2 separate regions of the Ovis aries genome follow, and region 2 is linked to region 1. Evidence: chromatin contacts called from public Hi-C data. All regions are on one chromosome and are shown on one strand. Each heading gives the region's core, a stretch centred on a gene start, on an enhancer-like site or on the middle of the called end of the contact. The rest is flanking DNA. Distances are from core to core; before and after follow the strand shown.

Evidence for each region. Hi-C and Micro-C count contacts between places; a contact is called where the count stands out from the background.
Region 2: a contact with region 1 is called in a Hi-C map of tail adipose tissue, with 2.9 times the contacts expected there. The contact joins two enhancer-like sites. A contact is called at or near these places in 2 of 16 Hi-C or Micro-C datasets (omental adipose tissue and tail adipose tissue).

Annotation. Positions count from the first base shown.
Region 1 is chr3:7,160,121-7,164,565 of ARS-UI_Ramb_v3.0, forward strand. LOC132659375 (a long non-coding RNA gene) reads right to left here. Exons shown (of 2, transcript XR_009599738.1): 2 at 1-31. Among named protein-coding and RNA genes, the nearest start is that of TRNAG-UCC, 8.2 kb to the left of the region's middle. Within about 2 kb of position 2,326, at least 13 of the 54 cell types and tissues checked have an H3K27ac peak or open chromatin away from gene starts, as enhancers often do. A contact at or near this core is called in tail adipose tissue, where this site is marked.
Region 2 is chr3:7,320,827-7,325,007 of ARS-UI_Ramb_v3.0, forward strand. All of the region lies in intron 8 of PTPA (protein phosphatase 2 phosphatase activator), which reads right to left. Among named protein-coding and RNA genes, the nearest start is that of PTPA, 26 kb to the right of the region's middle. Within about 2 kb of position 1,740, at least 52 of the 54 cell types and tissues checked have an H3K27ac peak or open chromatin away from gene starts, as enhancers often do. A contact at or near this core is called in tail adipose tissue, where this site is marked.

The sequences.
Region 1 (4,445 bases), core at 1,076-3,575:
TGGCGTTCTCAGGGCTTTCCACACGGTGGATCTGCAAAGACCAGAGCATTTCAAAAAGTACCTGCTGCGTGCTTATCTTCTGCTAGTCACAAGGAAATTCAGCAGTGAGCACTCCCCAAGCCCTGTCCTCAAGGAGCTATTCGGGAGAAAAGCTAATAGATTCGGCTGACTCTGAACCATGGTCTTTGGACCCCAGACAACAGCCCAAGCAGTGGGAAGCCATGAGAAGGAACATGATCCCAGACTACAGACATGGTGAAATGAGAGAAGCCAGGTGGAGGGGCCTGGGGGCAAGGGATGAGGCCGAGACTGGTGGTCAATCCGGGTCCTGGAAAAGATGCCTTGAGTTCAGGTGGGCGCCAGGCAGAAGGCCCATCATGCACCCTCAGCAGCCTCGAGGGTCCAGGCTGAAGGCAGTGGCAGAGATTTCTGCTTTAAAGGCAACCTAGGATGAATTCCTTTACAACAAAGAGCAGCTCCCCTGAATGCAGATAATAAAAATATTGTATTACTCAGGATGGGCTAATGGATATAACAAACCATCCCCAAATAAAAGTTTATTTCTTATTCACATCACTATCTACTCTGGGCTGGTAGAGAGGAAGTGGGGGCCCTGCTCCAGGCAGTAACTCAGGGGCCCAGGCTCCCTCATCCTGTGGTTCATCATCTTCTAGGGCCTTTTCCTTCTCTGCAGTAATCTTGTAGAAGGGTAAAGAGAGTGTGGAGGAAGGCATAGAAGGAATTTATGGAGCAGGCCAAAAGGGGTGGTGGGGCAGATCACTTCAGCTCACATGCCATTGGCCAGAACCCAGTCATGTGGCCACACCTAACCACAAAGGAGGCTGGGAAATGTAGTCCTGCTGGGTGCCCAAAAGGAAGAGAATGATCTAGGATTTGGTGAAAACAGCAATCTCTACCACAAATGTGGTTCTCCTTAGGTGCATCAGTGATGCTTACAAGGCATCTGATGTAGGGCCAGGCCACTGGCTTGTGCACTGAAGGTGGTTATTTGTCTCATAAAAGCAGAAGCTGCTTGCCTGAGGGTTAGGACTGGCATCGGGAGCCTGTGCCTAGTTCTCCTGAAATGGTGTGTTAAAGTGTGTGTGAGTGAGAGAGAGAGAAAGGAAGGGAGGGAAGAAGGGAGGCAGAGATGGATGGAGGGATATTTTTTGGTCTAAGGGGAGCATCCAGAGGTTTTACCAGATTCTCAAAAATATGAGCATAGTGGCTAAAAGCAATGGCTTAGTAGGGACTTTCCTGGTGGTCCAATGGCCAAGACTCTGTGCTCCATGGGGACCCAGGTTCGATCCCTGTTCAGGAAACTAGATCCCACAAGCCTCAACTAGAAGATTCCACATGCCGTGATGAAGATGGAAGATTCAGAGTGGCACAACACAGACCTGGTGCAGCCAAATAAATAAAAGTAAATATTTTTTAAAAAATAAAAATAAAGCAACAGCTTAGCTGTGCAACGCTGAGGTTTTGGGGGCTTAGCAAGGTCTTGGTGCTGAGTACATCAATCCTTATGTACGCAGATGTACATATGGCCCCTTATGTACTAATGGTTCTACATAAGGAGGAGGTAAAACCAACGATTTCACAGCTACCGTCTTCCCTCCCTCCCTAAACACACCCCCAGAGACCCCAGGGTCGAGCAGAGAAGTCCTCAGCTGATCCATGACAGCAGACACGTCCCTGCTGGTCAGCTGCAGTGGCCACGGCAGCCGTGGGGTCATCGATGTCAGCACAGGAGGCCAGCTGAGAGGTGCAGGTGGAGAAACTAAGGCCAGAAAGGGGCCACCTTGCCCAGGGTCACACAGAGAGTCAGGGCAGAGCCAGGACTGACATTCAGAGGCAGTCAGGTTTCTGTGGTTGTAAGCAACAGAAATTGGGCTCTGTTTGCCTTGAGCAGTAAAAGGTTTCATCCCCAGACCGAGGGCAAGTTCAGAGTGGAAGTAAACACAGGAGAGGCAGACAGGCCCCAGCAAGGATGCAACCAAGGGGGCATGTTGGAGAGGAGCGACACCCGCCCCTCGGGCTGGCCATCAGGACAAGGAGTGAGAGTCCCGTCCTCAGGGAAGGGGGACTGCTGACCCAGCCGGGGCTATAGGCCCATCCCTTGGCACGGAGGGAGGGGCATCTGGACTGGCAGCCCACTCCCCAGGCTGCACACATGGGGGGAATTCCCTGTGATGCAAATGGGGGACTTTTGCCAGAAAGAGGGGGCCAGGGGTGTTGGGCGGCCAAAACAGCAGATGTCCACTCTGGCCTCTGGCTCCAGGGTTGTGCAATCGAAACAAAACAACCACAGGGTTGGCTTCCTGCAACCCAGAGCTGCAGGCTAACCAGAGAATCCCGCCCAGAGCCAGGCCTGAAGGCCCGAAAAACAGAGGCGCTCAGCAGACTGGTGTTCTGGACTCCTGACAGCTCCTCTAAATGACCGGCAGCTCTCTGAGGGTGGCTCCACACCAAACTGGGCTCCTAGATGGCTTGCCCAGGCTGGTTAAGGGAGATTTCACAAGCAAGGGACACACAGCTGGAGGAAGAGCTGGGCTGAGCGCTGGGGGTCCAGGCGAATTCATGGCAGGAGGGAGCCCTGCTGATCTCACCCTGCCTCTGATGGGGGCTGTCTGAAGAGTTGATGCTTGAGCAGGAAGGAGCTGGAAACCACTGACAGAGGAAGAGTGAAGGGATGCTTGGTGCCTGCCTGGTAAAGCTGCCATTCCCAACTATTCCATCAAACACTAATCTTAGTGTCACTCCGAAGGTGCCCCGTGGAGGTGATTCCAGTCCATACTCGGCTGACTTAAAGTGAGACAGATTGTGCTAGACACTCTAGGTGAGCCTGGTTGCATCCCTTGGAAGACCTTCAGAGCAGAGCTGAGGCTTCCCTGATGGGGCAGAAATTCCGCCCACAGACAGCACCATCAGCCCTGGCCCCTCGGTCCAGCCTGCTCTTCAGATTCCAGGCTTGTCTAGCCAGCTCCACAGTTGCATAACCGATTCCTTGCGGTAAATCTCTTCACGTAGATCTGCTGGTTCTGTTTCTCTGGTTGGAGCCTGAGTGAGGCAGATGGGGAAGGGAGGTTGCAGGGGTGCGCTTGCTAGGAGGCTCCCAGTTCTCTGGGAAAGAGCGCCCACATCCTTACAGACGAGTGCTAACTGGGTTGGGCCCCTTCACGCGGCCGGGGAGCAAGGACAGGGGTGCCTGGAGGGGCTCACAGCCCCGGGGCATCAGTGTTCAGAAAGGTGGCTCAGAGCCCTGGGGCTGGGGCCTGATACCTGCCGCCGCCGTTTGCGCCCTGCCCCACCTGCCACCCCCTGTGTAGCAGACACATCACTGAGCTGTGTTTTCCTGGACTTTCAGAAACATGGGGGCACGGATAGACTCTTGGACAAACCAGGAGACTGAGGCTTGGACTCGTTCACCCATCTGGGGAGTTCAGATGGCCTTGCACCCTCCCCTCTCTCAATGCAGCCCCTCCCAGCCCACTCCATGGGTGCCACGGGCATGGACAGAGGCTGAGATGCCCAGGGGATGGGCAGCACCCTCGCAGTGATGCCAGGGTGTCTGAGCTGTTCTGGCATTGTATTGGGGCTTCCAGATCCCCACGGGCAGAAACCAGCCCTGGCTGGCTGATGGTGCTCAGGGAAGGGCAGGGCCCTGGTGGGGAAGAGGCTGCCAAACCAGGGGTCACTGGAAACCTCAGGCCCCCTAAAGGTGTTCCCCAGCCTGTTAGTAGGAGGCCACATACAGAGGCTTGCAAAGCCCCTAGCCTGCCTTCTAGGGGCCTCAGCCATCAGCAGAGTGGGCTGATAGGGGTAGCTCTCTGCTTAGCACCCTTCTTCCCCTGCAACAAGCAGACTGGAGGCACAGCAGAGGATGAAGGAAAGGGGCGACTCCCTGACACAGGCTGCAGGCCTGCACCAACAAGCAGCTGGGCCGCAGGCGTCCCCAGCGCACGTGCGGGCGGGGCTTCCACTTATTTATCCAAAAACTTGAATGTAGAGCCCACCCTGCCAGGCTCAGCTCCAAGCACTGTTGGTTGTTCCCTCCTTTCATCCTGACCACCACCCTGAGAGGTGGAGGGGCTGGTGGCAGCTTCATCATCCCCATTTTATAGAGGGGGAGACTGGGGCGTCTCTTACCCAAGCCTCCACAGCCGGCAAGTGGCAGGCAAGCTCTGCTGCCCCGAGGTTCAGCTCTGTCTCTTTGATCCCAGGGTCTGGCCCATCTCTCTTTCTTCGCAGGCCTCCAAGGGACCTCCCAGAGGAGGCCCCCTTGGGGCATCACCTAGCCACCGCCCCCCCCCCACCCCATGTCAAGAAGATTCTGTCTTCTATTGTTGCGCGCACCACAGCCCTGGTCCTTTTCTCAATTTCTGCTTCTCTCTCATCATGCTGTTTGTTTGGTCTTTGGGTCTCTCACCCCCCATTATCACAGC
Region 2 (4,181 bases), core at 490-2,989, 160 kb after region 1:
CAGCAGCAAGGGACAGGCAGGAGCAAGGACCGTACGGTCCCAGTCCCTCCTCTTGGAAGAAATCCTGCAGCAGGCCCAATGGAGCCCCCATGATCTCAGAAACCAGCGCTGAGATGAGGAAGCGCATGCGTCTGAGTGCACCCCTCAGACAGCACAAGGCCAGCACGTCCATATTTATTAACAGGTAGTTCACGATCCCCTCCACACTGCCCCCTCCCCGGCTGATGCTGGGGTACGGGGCTCAGCACCCTGAGCGCAGGCTTCAAAAGAAAGAGTCTGAAAAGCAGAGGCTGAGCTGGCGAGAAAGCTGACTTGGACCTCGAGTAGGTGGAAGGTTCCAGAAGAGGCTGTGTGTGGAGGCAGGGCTGGTAGAGAGCTGTTCCAGGGGGAAGGGACGGGGTCCCTCAGCCCCCTCTCCGTACTGGGGCATGAGTGCGGGCCCCATGAGCACAAAGCCCTCACCCATGGCTGTGGACTCACTCTCTCACTCCCCCAGGGAGGGCAACTCTTACAAAACTGCAAGATCAAAGCTGAAAACGCTGCCATTTTACCCCTGTCATCTCCCTCCCCTGGCCCAAGTCCCCCCAAAAAACCTGTCTCAACCCCCCGGTTCAGTAGCATGGACAATGGGCTCCTTCCCTGAGCAGTGAGGCCACGGCCCAAGGTCCCCACTGGGCTTCTCCTGGGCTGGTCCCTTCACCCAGACTTCCCCCTCCTCTCTCTAAGATTCCTTCCTGCAGGAAGGCAGCCAGGAGCCCCCAGCCTGCAGGTGCTGGCCCTCGCCCTCAGCCCTCAGAGCTTGTTCCGGAGCCCCACTCCATCAGACTCCACCCCCATCCTCCCCTCGCCCCGCCCCTTCCCCAGGCGCCCTGCCCCACAGGAGGAGTGCCAGGCTCCAGCCCTCTCTTGCATACTTCCAGGCCCTGAGAAGCTCAGGGATCACTGGAGCTATAGAACCAGTCTCACTCTGGACTGAGCCCTGTGAGAAACCACCCAGGAGGCACCCTGCTGGCCTGTCACAGCTGCAGCTCCACGAGTCTGCTCAGCAACGGCTCTTAGGCCAAGGCTAGCAAGGGGGCGTCGGCCAGCCTTCCCCACTAGGGGCACAGGATGGCAAGCCGAAAGGCCTCTCTGGCACCCTGGCAGAGCCAGGGGGAGGCCTGAGCCCCGAGGCCCCAGAGGCCCTGGCCCCCTCCCTGGAAAGGCCAAAGATGCTTTCTCTAGAGGGGCTGGCCCACCCCCACCCTTCAGTCCTTTGGAAGGAGCCTCTGTAACTCTGGAAAGGAAAACAGATGAGGAGAAAAAGGAAAGGGGTCGAGAAGACAAAAAAAAAAAAAAAATTAGCTCATTCTAGCCACAAAGGGAGAAGAGAAAGCTAGAAGGAGCAAGCGAGCTGCAGTCCCGCAGTGACCCCAGGGGAATTGTGAGTCAGAGCAGCCATATTGAGCAGGAAATTACTCACAGACGCTGCGTTCCTGCCTCTTCACTCCCAAGAGAATCGGCCTTTTGTAAATGGTTCCTCTGTCAGTAACTGAGGGGGGATGGGGTGGGGGGGAGGCTCTGCACAGCGCTTTCCTGTCAGCTCCTTCCCTTCCAGCTGAAATCTGATCCCTCCCTTCCCAAAACTCCAAATTTAGAAGCCAGATTGAAACTGAAATTCTTTTCCTGCCTGCCCTGGGCTCTTAAAGGCGCCAGGGCTGCATTTCCTGAGGTGGAGAAGCCTGCCCCACGACGGCCTTGTGCGGGAGGCCCAGGGCCACCAGGGCAGGTCCCAGGCTGGCCCAGTCTCCTTTCCGACTCGTCTGTTCAGTCTCCCAGCTGCGCCAGCCCTAGCGAATCCCTGGTTTTGCAGCGGCAACACTGCCCCCGCCCCCGGCCACAGCACGCAGGCCACGGCACACAGAGCTCCTTGCAACCGTCAGTCAGGGCCTCCCTCACCACCACCGAGGGGCTGCGAAAGCCCTGTCTGGGTGCTGAGCCCAGACTCTGGAGAACTAGCTCAATGTGTGCCTTCAACAGGAACCGCACCAGCCGGCTCAGGGCTGGCCAAATAGGTGAGTCCCTGCCAGCACTCTGAGCTCTGCGGCATGCCCCTACTAGCGTCCAGCGCCGCCCACCACGCCCAAGCACCAGATCCAGGGGGAGAACCAGGCCTTGAACAGAGCGTGCGGAACAACCTAGAACTCGAGGGCGTGCAGCCTCCTCCCGGTTCACGCCTCTACCTCAACTGTTATCAAAACCTCCACTAAGTTCAGTGTCTCTTTAGCACCACCTAGCGGAGATGGAGAAGCTCTATACAGTCAACAAAAACAAGACCAGGAGCTGACTGTGGCTCAGATCATGAACTCCTTATTACCAAATCCAGACTCAAATTGAAGAAAGTAGGGAAAACCACTAGATCATTCAGGTATGACCTAAATCAGATCCCTTATGAATATACAGTGGAAGTGAGAAACAGATTTAAGGGACTAAATCTGATAGAGTGCCTGATGAACTATGGATGGAGGTTCGTGTCGTTGTACATGAGACAGGGATGAAGACCATCCCCATGGAAAAGAAATGCAAAAAAGCAAAATGGCTGCCTGAGGAGGCCTTACAAATAGCTTTGAAAAGAAGAGAAGCAAAAAGCAAAGGAGAAAAGTAAAGATATAAGCATCTGAATGCAGAGTTCCAAAGAATAGCAAGAAGAGATAAGAAAGCCTTCCTCAACAATCAATGCAAAGAAATAGAGGAAAACAACAGAATGGGAAAGACTAGAGATCTCTTCAAGAAAATTAGAGATACCAAGGGAACATTTCATGCAAAGATGGGCTCGATAAAGGACAGAAATGGTATGGACCTAACGTAAGCAGAAGACATTAAGAAGAGGTGGCAGGAATACACAGAAGAACTGTACAAAAAAGATCGTCACAACCAAGATAATCACGATGGTGTGATCACTCACCTAGAGCCAGACATCCTGGAATGTGAAGTCAAGTGGGCCTTAGAAAGCATCACTATGAACAAAGCTAGTGGAGGTGATGGAATTCCAGTTGAGCTCTTTCAAATCCTGAAAGATGATGCTGTGAAAGTGCTGCACTCAATATGCCAGCAAATTTGGAAAACTCAGCAGTGGCCACAGGACTGGAAAAGGTCAGTTTTCATTCCAATCCCAAAGAAAGGCAATGCCAAAGAATGCTCAAACTACCGCACAATTGCACTCATCTCACATGCTAGTAAAGTAATGCTCAAAATTCTCCAAGCCAGGCTTCAGCAATACGTGAACCGTGAACTTCCTGATGTTCAAGCTCGTTTTAGAAAAGGCAGAGGAACCAGAGATCAAATTGCCAACATCTGCTGGATCACTGAAAAAGCAAGAGAGTTCCAGAAAAACATCTCTTTCTGCTTTATTGACTATGCCAAAGCCTTTGACTGTGTGGATCACAATAAACTGTGGAAAATTCTGAAAGAGATGGGAATACCAGACCACCTGACCCGCCTCTTGAGAAACCTATATGCAGGTCAGGAAGAAACAGTTAGAACTGGACATGGAGCAACAGACTGGTTCCAAATAGAAAAAGGAGTACGTCAAGGCTGTATATTGTCACCCTGCTTCTTTAACTTATATGCAGAGTACATCATGAGAAACGCTGGGCTGGAAAAAGCACAAGCTGAAATCAAGATTGCTGGGAGAAATATCAATAACCTCAGATATGCAGATGACACCACCCTTATGGCAGAAAGTGAAGAGGAAGTAAAAAGCCTCTTGGTGAAAGTGAAAGTGGAGAATGGAAAAGTTGGCTTAAACCTCAACATTCAGAAAACGAAGATCATGGCATCCGGTCCCATCACTTCATGGGAAATAAGTGGGGAAACAGTAGAAACAGTGTCAGGCTTTATTTTGGGGGGATCCAAAATCATTGCAGATGGTGACTGCAGCCATGAAATTAAAAGACGCTTACTCCTTGGAAGAAAAGTTATGACCAACCTAGATAGCATATTCAAAAGCAGAGACATTACTTTGCCAACAAAGGTCCGTCTAGTCAAGGCTATGGTTTTTCCAGTAGTCATGTATGGATGTGAGAGTTGGACTGTGAAGAAAGCTGAGCGCCGAAGAATTGATGCTTTTGAACTGTGGTGTTGGAGAAGACTCTTGAGAGTCCCTTGGACTGCAAGAAGATCCAACCAGTCCATTCTAAAGG